Regions from separate parts of the Anser cygnoides genome. Here region 2 is linked to region 1. A link is a contact called in public Hi-C data. All regions are on one chromosome and are shown on one strand. Each heading gives the region's core, a stretch centred on a gene start, on an enhancer-like site or on the middle of the called end of the contact. The rest is flanking DNA. Distances are from core to core; before and after follow the strand shown.

The links. A called contact is a pair of places that touch in the nucleus more often than the background predicts.
Region 2: a contact with region 1 is called in a Hi-C map of liver, with 5 times the contacts expected there. The contact joins two enhancer-like sites. A contact is called at or near these places in 2 of 7 Hi-C or Micro-C datasets (both in liver).

What each region holds. Positions count from the first base shown.
Region 1 is chr3:121,926,470-121,930,645 of Taihu_goose_T2T_genome, forward strand. The region is part of intron 6 of LOC106049515 (L-gulonolactone oxidase-like); the gene reads right to left. Among named protein-coding and RNA genes, the nearest start is that of EPHX2, 24 kb to the right of the region's middle. Within about 2 kb of position 1,467, at least 1 of the 3 cell types and tissues checked has open chromatin away from gene starts, as enhancers often do. A contact at or near this core is called in liver, where this site is marked.
Region 2 is chr3:122,065,124-122,069,249 of Taihu_goose_T2T_genome, forward strand. It overlaps SELENOI (selenoprotein I), which reads right to left. Exons shown (of 10, transcript XM_066995209.1): 10 at 2,875-4,126. Among named protein-coding and RNA genes, the nearest start is that of SELENOI, 25 kb to the right of the region's middle. Within about 2 kb of position 2,343, at least 1 of the 3 cell types and tissues checked has open chromatin away from gene starts, as enhancers often do. A contact at or near this core is called in liver, where this site is marked.

The DNA.
Region 1 (4,176 bases), core at 217-2,716:
ACGGCCCCATCCCAGAGACGTCCCCTGCTCTGAACGCAGAGTCGCCAAATTATTCATAAAGACACAGAAAGGAGCTTTGGGAAAGGCAGCTCTTTAAAGACACCGTGGGCGAGCTGCCTGCTGGCAGCCGAGGACAGCAAAGCACAGGGAGACGCAGAGGCGACAGCCGGGACAATGCCGGTGACGGGTTCGGGGGCGGCTGCAGCCCCAGGACAAACTCAGCCTTGTCCCAGGGACACGGAAAAGGAAATCTCCAAGGACGTCTGTGCCTGACCCAGCCGCACCCGCAGAAATGGGAAGACACACCAGCCCTCGTCCCTGCTCTGTGCAAGGCTGCCGAGGACGCGTGCTTGCCCTGGGCATGGTGCTCTCGGCCGGGGCTCCGTCACTTTTCGAGCAGCCTCCCCATCCCCAGCTCCTCCCAGCAGAGATCTTCCATCGCTTCCAGCTTTGCAGGAAGGCGCAAAGACAACCCAGAGGCTTTGCTTCCAGGAATTTGCTTGACACGGGGGAAGCGTGCAGGGTGCAGTGACCCACGGACATAACCCCGGGGAGGTCACGGCTGCTCGCTTCCAGATTTGTATTAACGAGCTATGCTTCCAGATTTGTATTAACGAGCTATTAATCAGCAGGCTGGGCTGTTTTAGCACCCAGCATTTCGCTGTGACCCCACCATGAGGCTACGGCCATCGTGCACTCGCTTCAGTGGCTGTTACCTCAGGGTGGGTGGGACAGCACACAGCCATTCCTGCAATTAGTGTTAATTAACAACCGAACGCTGCTGCCATCAACCACACATCTGCACTGCTTGCAGAGCCACGAGCTCTCTCCAAGAAGGTCCCAAGGCAGCCCGTTTTCTGGCTGGAGAAGTCCTTATTTTCAGCTCCTTGCCTCCCCAAGGAAACAGAGGATTGTGCAAGCAGAGACAGAAGCCATGACCACGCTTTTTTTTTTTTTTCACTCCTTTGGTTTAGGAACAAGTGCACCGAGGAGCTAAAACAAGTGGCGGAAAGAAGGGTGCAGCGGGCAGCAGCGCTCTGCAGCTTTCCCAAGGTGATCCTTCGGCGCCCGCTCGTCTTCCCGAGCGAAAAAAAGCAAACTGCCAGCAGGGCGACCTTTAAAATGTGCGCCTTTGATCCCTTTGATAGAGACAGATCGGTCTGAAGTAAATAAGCCGTCGGCTTTGTAGGCTAATTGCAGCAGAGCCGAGGGCAGCGAGCTGGCCGGGAGTCCTTGGGGACGCTGCCGGCCGCCTGGGTTGGAGGCAGAGGTTGGCAGCGGAAATCTTTTCGCTGTTACGTGGCCAACGCACGCAACGGAGATGGCCCTGGAGCACAAAGAGACCCGGGGGATTTGCTGAGCTTCGCTTCCCTCCCGGAACAAACCCCTCTGCTGCGTAAAGGCCGGGTCAAAACACGCTGTTGCCTTGTGCTGGCTCGCCGAGCCGCGGGTCGGGCACGGTGCGGGCTCGATTGCCCCAGCTGGGCCCTGGGGAATGGGCAAACGTGGGGCAAGTGGGCTGGGAGCAGGGGCAGAAGTGGGCAGGGTGCTGCGGAGGATGAAGCACACAAAGTCACTGGCATCCATCCCTTGGGTCCATCATAGCGATGCAGGAGAGCCAGGGAGCACGGGGAGCTCGTGGTTTGGGGGAGGAGGTGGGTGCTGAACCTCCCCCGCTGCCCGTGCCCCCCTCGGAGATCCACTTCCACGCACCAAAGGCAACCCCAGCCCAGGAGGGACCAGGTCCAGGCCCTGCACTGCGAGGGGATGCACAGAGGTTTGGGCACCGGGCGGCCGTGGGGGACCTGGGCTCAAGGGATGCGTCCCAGCACCCTGGGACCCCTCACGGAGGGTTTGGGTGCGAAGCGGTAGGCTCAGGGCCAGCCTTCTTCACCCAGCAGGCAGCCAGGCTGTGCAGGTCTCTGCAAAAGTCTGCAGGGGCTCAGAGGCAGAGCAGGAGCCTCCCTGCAAGCCCAGGGACGCGCCGCAGGGCTCGGGTGGCCTCAGGTGTGCCACGAACCCCCTTGTCCGTGCCTTGCTCCCGGTCACCGTCGGCAGCCAGAGCAGCTGAGCGTATTCCAGGGATGAAGACGATCACGAGGCCAGAAAAGAAGGCATGCAGACCTTACATAACTGCAAATCCAAGCCCGGCTCCTCTGACACATATATTATTTGCAACGTCTTAGATAACTCGGGCTTAAATATTTCAGGCAACCTGCTCCCTTGCCATTATTCTCTTCCGCTTCACTGGGCCGCTCGACATGAAAGCCGGAGATCTGGCAGCAAGCGAGGAGCAGCGACAACGGAGAATTGATAATGGCATTAATATTTATAGAGTGCATTCCTGTTTTGTCCTCCTGATAGCCCCGAGGGACAGGGAAAGACACGCCGGCCCCGCCGGGCCGCGCGGTGCTGAGGGCATGCCCCGAGCAGCCCGGCCCCTGCTCGGCACAAGGCTCCAGCTCCTCGCTAAAAGGCAGATTAGGAGGTGTAAAACCTTCCTCCGGCTGGCACCCCTCCATTGCTCAAGGCGAGATCGGCCCTTAGGAGAGGTCCAGGGCAGCGCCAAGCCACCCTGCACATCCCTGGTCCCCGGGGAATGGGGAGGGCACGCCGTGGCCGGACCGGGTGGCCCCAGCGGCACCTTCCAACCTCAGCCCCTCGGGGATTCTGTGAGGTTTGGGCTGAGGAGAGGTGCCAGAGCCTGGCTGAGGATGAAGCCACGAGGAGCTGGCAGACCCTGCCACGTTTAAGTGCGTTTAAAGCAGGGAACTCTGCCACGGGACACCGGGGCAGCCGCAAGCGCTTCCCAGGTAAGACGCTCCCGAGCCACGAAACACAAACTTGTCGCCTCTGCAGCTGGAGACAGCTGCGAGGAATTCGGTGCGGGCTGCCAGGGCACACTGAGAAATGTCTCCGGGGGCTGCTGTGCTCCTCCAGCTTCCCTGCCTGCCTCCCGGGCTAAACAAGGCCCTGCAGTGCTGCAGCAGAGGTGGCAGCAGGCAGGCAGAGATGCCAGCACACTTGGGGACATGCCCGGACCTCCCCATCCTCCTTCTTGTGGCACCTTACGAGGGCCAGCAGGTTGCTTTGGATCAGGGCTTACAAAGCCAGCCCTGCAGAAGCGTGCTGAATTCACACTCCTGGTGGTGCTCGAGCCACCCCAATAGCACGCTGAATAATTCAGCCCTCAAAAAATTAAGGACGGCACTTCTCAGAGCTTTGCTGGTGCCGCAGCGCTGATCAATCCTGCAACGAATCCTGCTGCTTCGGTCCAAGGACCGTCCATTTTTCATGAGCCCAGCTCAACCGAGTTTTGTGCCGTCGTTGGCCAGGGCTGGAAGTGGACCTGTGGGACTCGGATGAGACAACGGCTGGAGATGCTGCTGAGGTTTAAGCACCAGCGGGGGTGTCAGACCTCGCAGGAGGACAAAGACAACCAGAAGCTGACGCAGATCCAAGCTCCAGGAGCGTTTGCTTTCCGTCGCCACTGGTTTCTTCTTCCTGCTGGATGCTGTGCCTCAGTTTCCCCATCCAGCAAGGTAACTCCTTCCAGTGAGTCCCGTGGTGTCAGGAGGCCATCAGGTCTCACAAGGGTCTATCTGCAGGTGGTCCTGTGCTGTTGGCTTTAGCCTCCAATGGTGCAGGTGACCTGGGACAAGCTCGGAGCCAGCGGTGGGGGGCTCAGCACCTGATTGAGGAGCTGGCCACATCCAATGTCCCAGCACCACGAGGGTGGGAGGGCTCTGAGGAAACGCAGCCAGCCGTTAAAAGGAGTTTATATAACGGCAGAGATGGGGAAAGTCAGTTTTGATGCGCTCCCAGGAGAAAGGGTTCCTCGGAATTGCTCTCCAGAAATGCCCGCGGGGCCTTCAAAATGCCCTCTGAAGGATGTGCATCGCTCCCACCGTAGCGGGGTCTCAGGGCCGTGCCAGACCCTGATCTAGGAAAGACCAGGTCAAAGCCCTCCTCAGGAGGTCACCTCCGCTGGGGGGAGGTCCCGGATGGGGCAGCCACCAGTGCCATGCACCTCCGTCGAGGTGATTGGGACCTTTGGTAAGACGGAGACAGATGAGGCCAGTAGTTTGCCAACATGGCAAATAGTTTAAAGGGAGTTTTCCACCGCGGGGCTCCATGCAGCTCTGTGGCTGGGTGCTGAGAAGGGATTTGTTCAGC
Region 2 (4,126 bases), core at 1,093-3,592, 140 kb after region 1:
CAGTTCACTGCAGATCAGTGCATCTCCGGCACACACACATCAGCTGCATCCCCCGGGACATGACACAGGAGGCACAGGGCTCTTGGGCGAGCACTTGGTCTTGTTTATTGGCACAATGTCAGGCAGCTAGCAGAGCAGTCTGTCCTTCACCAGAAAGGAGGCTGCGGGCTTTTCTTTCTGCCTCCCCAGAGCTGCAAACAGCTCTGCACAGCGCAGGACAATGCTTCGACCTCTCCCATCCTCGTATGTCAATCCCCCATGGTGGGAACCGCTCAGCGCTGCCCGCTGTGTTCCTGGAGATGATAAATGACCCCCAGGCATACAAGCACTTGGCCCCGCTGGCCTGGACCCACCCCAGCAAGTCCAAAGGTGGGTGGACATGCCAGATGGCCAGCTCCTGTGCCATGCGTGGCCAAACCAGACTTCCCGCAGCTCGCAGCCTGCACCACCAGCACACAGAGCCCTGCAAAATGCTATTGTTATTAACAATCCCTTAAGTATATTACACCTACCGCAACAATCCTCTTAGAGGAAGCCATCAAGACAGATGATAAAGAACAAGGTGTCACTTATGTACACCTAGGCTTTAGCGCGGATGGAAAGAGCACGGCCCAGGGTGCGGGAAGAGGCCGCAGGGCTCCTGGGCTCTGCTCAAGGCTTTGCCCCCAGCCTGCACCCAGGAGGGCTCCATCCCCTGAGCCCTGGGCTCTGCCGGCACCCCGTGTCCCACCTGCTGCTCTGGCTCAGCCTGCGGAGCAAAGCCTGGTCCCAGGGCTCCTGCAAACCCCAGGATTTCCCCCGGGGGGATCACACCAGCCGCATGCATGGTTCGGGTGAGTGACAAACACAGTGGGAAGCGCAGGGGCCGAGCATTGACAGCCTGGCCAAAGCTGAGCTCCCTCACTGTGCTCGGCAGCCTGGGTCGGTGCCGTGCCCCGAGGATTTCAGCAGCTCTGGGAGCTCTGCGGTGGGGCAGAGCCCGTGCCGGCTGCGGTGTCCCACCCTGCACCTCTCAGCCCGTCTGCTGTGTCCTCTAGGAGCTTCTGGAGGAGAAGGGCTGCTTTCTGCCCTGTGACGTTTACCCGGGGACCCCTCGGCCCCAGCCAAAGCTGCCACCAGCCCATTTCTCTCTGTTTAGCCTAAGTGGGCGTGCTGGGGGAATCGCAGAGCAGTGATTCAGACCTCAACGTCCAGCTCATCTTTGGTGCAATTTGGTGGCCACAGAACAAGATGCCCTCCTGTGACGGATACGCCCAGCTCCTGTACTCAACATGTCTTGCTCAGGTTACGAACCACAGGAAACCTTGATGTGAGCGTTCCCTGAACTGGGCAGCTCAGTAATAACAGCACTGGGCGGTTACTCACGGCCATGACCACAAAACAGGGGGTACAGCCCTAGAACAGGTGATCCATTGAAATTACTCATGGAGAAACAGCAATTTACATGGAGAGACCAATACCAATGTGGTAAAAGTCTGACTATGAGCCAATCGCTTTATCTCATAAATACAGCAGTCAGAGAAGGCCTAACGAGCTCTCCTTGTGCAAGCGGCGGATGTGATGCCCACCTGGGTTGGGACACCTCTCAAGGTTATTCCTCAAGTCTGAGATCCTTACATACTTGTACACTTGTTGGTGTGTGAACCTTTAACCCCTAAAGGCACCATATTTATGCCAAGATTTAGCAACTTGGCTTTGCAGTAGACTAATCGCTGTGACTCTTGTCATCGTGATGGATTAACGATATCGATCTACTTACTGCAACAAATTGCTGCTATTCCACTAAAACCAGTAAGCGTCGGGCACCCCCCACACAAAAGAATGGGTTTGGAAGGGGGGAAGATGTCCCCTTTCCCCTCCTCTGCCACAGTGCGCGGCTCCGGTCGCGCTGGTGCAGGGATAAGGTGGGGATCGCCCCGATTAGCACTGCAGCCTGCAGCTAAGAGCTCGCTGCGAGCTCAAGCAGCTTTGTCGGGGCAGGGCTGCGTTCTGACTTGTCTGCTTTGCTAAGAGGATCTGGGCAGCCCGGGTGGCACTGGGAAAACACCCTTTCCAACAACACCCAGCCTCCTCCTTCTCCCAGGGCGCTTTTGTGAGCAGCGTCAGGGTGAGCACCACACGGGATGAGCAGTGGTCAAAGCAAGCCGTGATCCATGGAGGGAAGGGCTGCCCCGTGAAACGGCGCCTGTCTGCTCCCTGCACCTCGGAGCATCCTTGGGAGCAGCGGCAGCCCCGTGGCCACGTCCCCACGCAGCCCCAGCTCTGCCCAACCCGTCCCTGGAAACGCAGCATCAACTGTTAAGGGCTCATTAGAGATTTAATCACTTGCGCAGGGACTTAGTGCTGACCCCGGCACATGGTGCAGAGCAGAGCACAGCAGGGCAGGCAGCCTGGAGCAAGGCCAGGTCCAGGTTCAACAGCGATCTCCACCCTGCTGGCATTATCCACGGCATCCCCAGACCCCCAACACTGCACAGGACCAGAAGGCAAGAACAGCAGCTCCCTGTGAGCCCCCACCGCTTCGCACCACCTGCACCGCCACGCGTGGCCCAGCCCTGCCAACAGGGCCCACGAAGACCCCTAGCGCTGGCTGCAGGCTCAAGCCAAGTGGAGAAACCTTGGAGGTCAGGGCAGAGCTTTTGGGGATGGCAGGGTTTCAGCTGGTCACCAGCCAACCCAAGGCAGCGCTGCCTTCTGCTTGCTGAAGTCCTGCCCCGTGCAGGAGCCGGGCCAGCTCGGTCCCTTCGCCCCAGCCTTTGACAGAGGGGGAATGAAAATTATTGCTGTAGGGATACGCACACAAGAGCAAATAGATGCAGAAGGCAGAAGAAAAAAAAAAAAAAGAGGAAAAAAAAAGACAAGCACCCTTAAAAGGCTTGGAAAATTTTATTCTTTATTGAACTTTAATAGCTTTCGTTCATTTTAAACACAATAAATACTTCAGTAATAGCATTTAAGAGACGAATTCAAACCCACTTCAGTACCTAAACTCCCAGCCTGAGGACGGCTCCAGGGAAGGAATTGGGGTCCTGGGGCCCACAGCCATGCCAGGGCTGCTCATGGCCAGGCAGGTTGGGCTGAGGGACCCCCACCACAACCAGCATCCACTTCAACTAAAAGCTCGAGGGACAGAAGCAGGCCAGGCTCCCTGCACGAGGGGTAGAGGAGAATTTTGATCCATGGGGTCTCAGACAAGGCTGCAATGCCACGCTGGTGCTGCAGATCTGCGTTAGAACAGCAAAAAGCAAACGAGCCTTCAGCTGGCCCAGCACTGCTGCCAGCCCACAGCACCAGAGCGGGACCGACACGTCGCACTGGAAGATTTTGGGCTGGGGTGTGTAGGGGGTTGGGGTGCGCTGGAGGAACTCCTCCTGCGTCTCAAGCAAGTGATGGACACTAAGCAAAAAGGGACAACTGGAAACAAGAGAGCTTCAGGGAATTTCCTACAGGTTTCAGGGTACAAAAGCCCCGTGCACAGTTGTGCCATAAACTAAGGTGACCAGAGCTTCAGCTACAGCTCCCACGTGCACACAAAGCAGCTGCACTCTTGGATCTGTGTGTATAAACACAAATCTCTGCTACTTTCCCAGAGGCTTCTCAGGTCTATCCCAAGCAGGCACAGATACTCCCAGAGAAGATTTTAGGGGTCTTGCTAGAACTGACTGGCTCTTCAGAGGCACAGATCAAAGCTGCTCTCAGATTACAAACTGCAGGTACTCCCTGCACCCAGAGTAACACCAGGCCAGCTCTAAGAGTATGCGTTTTCAGTGCGTTAGAAGCTCACACTTACAGCATCCTGCTCTCCTGGCCCTGGCTGCATCGGGCGACTGATGTTTGCGAGAGGAGAGGCTGCTGCTGAGCCATGCGAGCACTGCGGGACAGCCAGAGCCAGCTGCGGCACAGACACTGCGGGGAAGGAATGAGCTAAAAACCACAGTGCTCACGTCCACGGTTTTCAGGCAGTGATTGCGCCTATAAAACATTTCTTAGTGTGAACACTGCTTTAATGTAAACTCCGTGAGACCACAAAACCTGCACGCCAGCCTCAGCTGGGGAATTCCTGCGCTAGGTCCCTGGGTGGGTGCAGAGGCAGGAGCTGGAACACGAAGCCACACAACTGAGATAA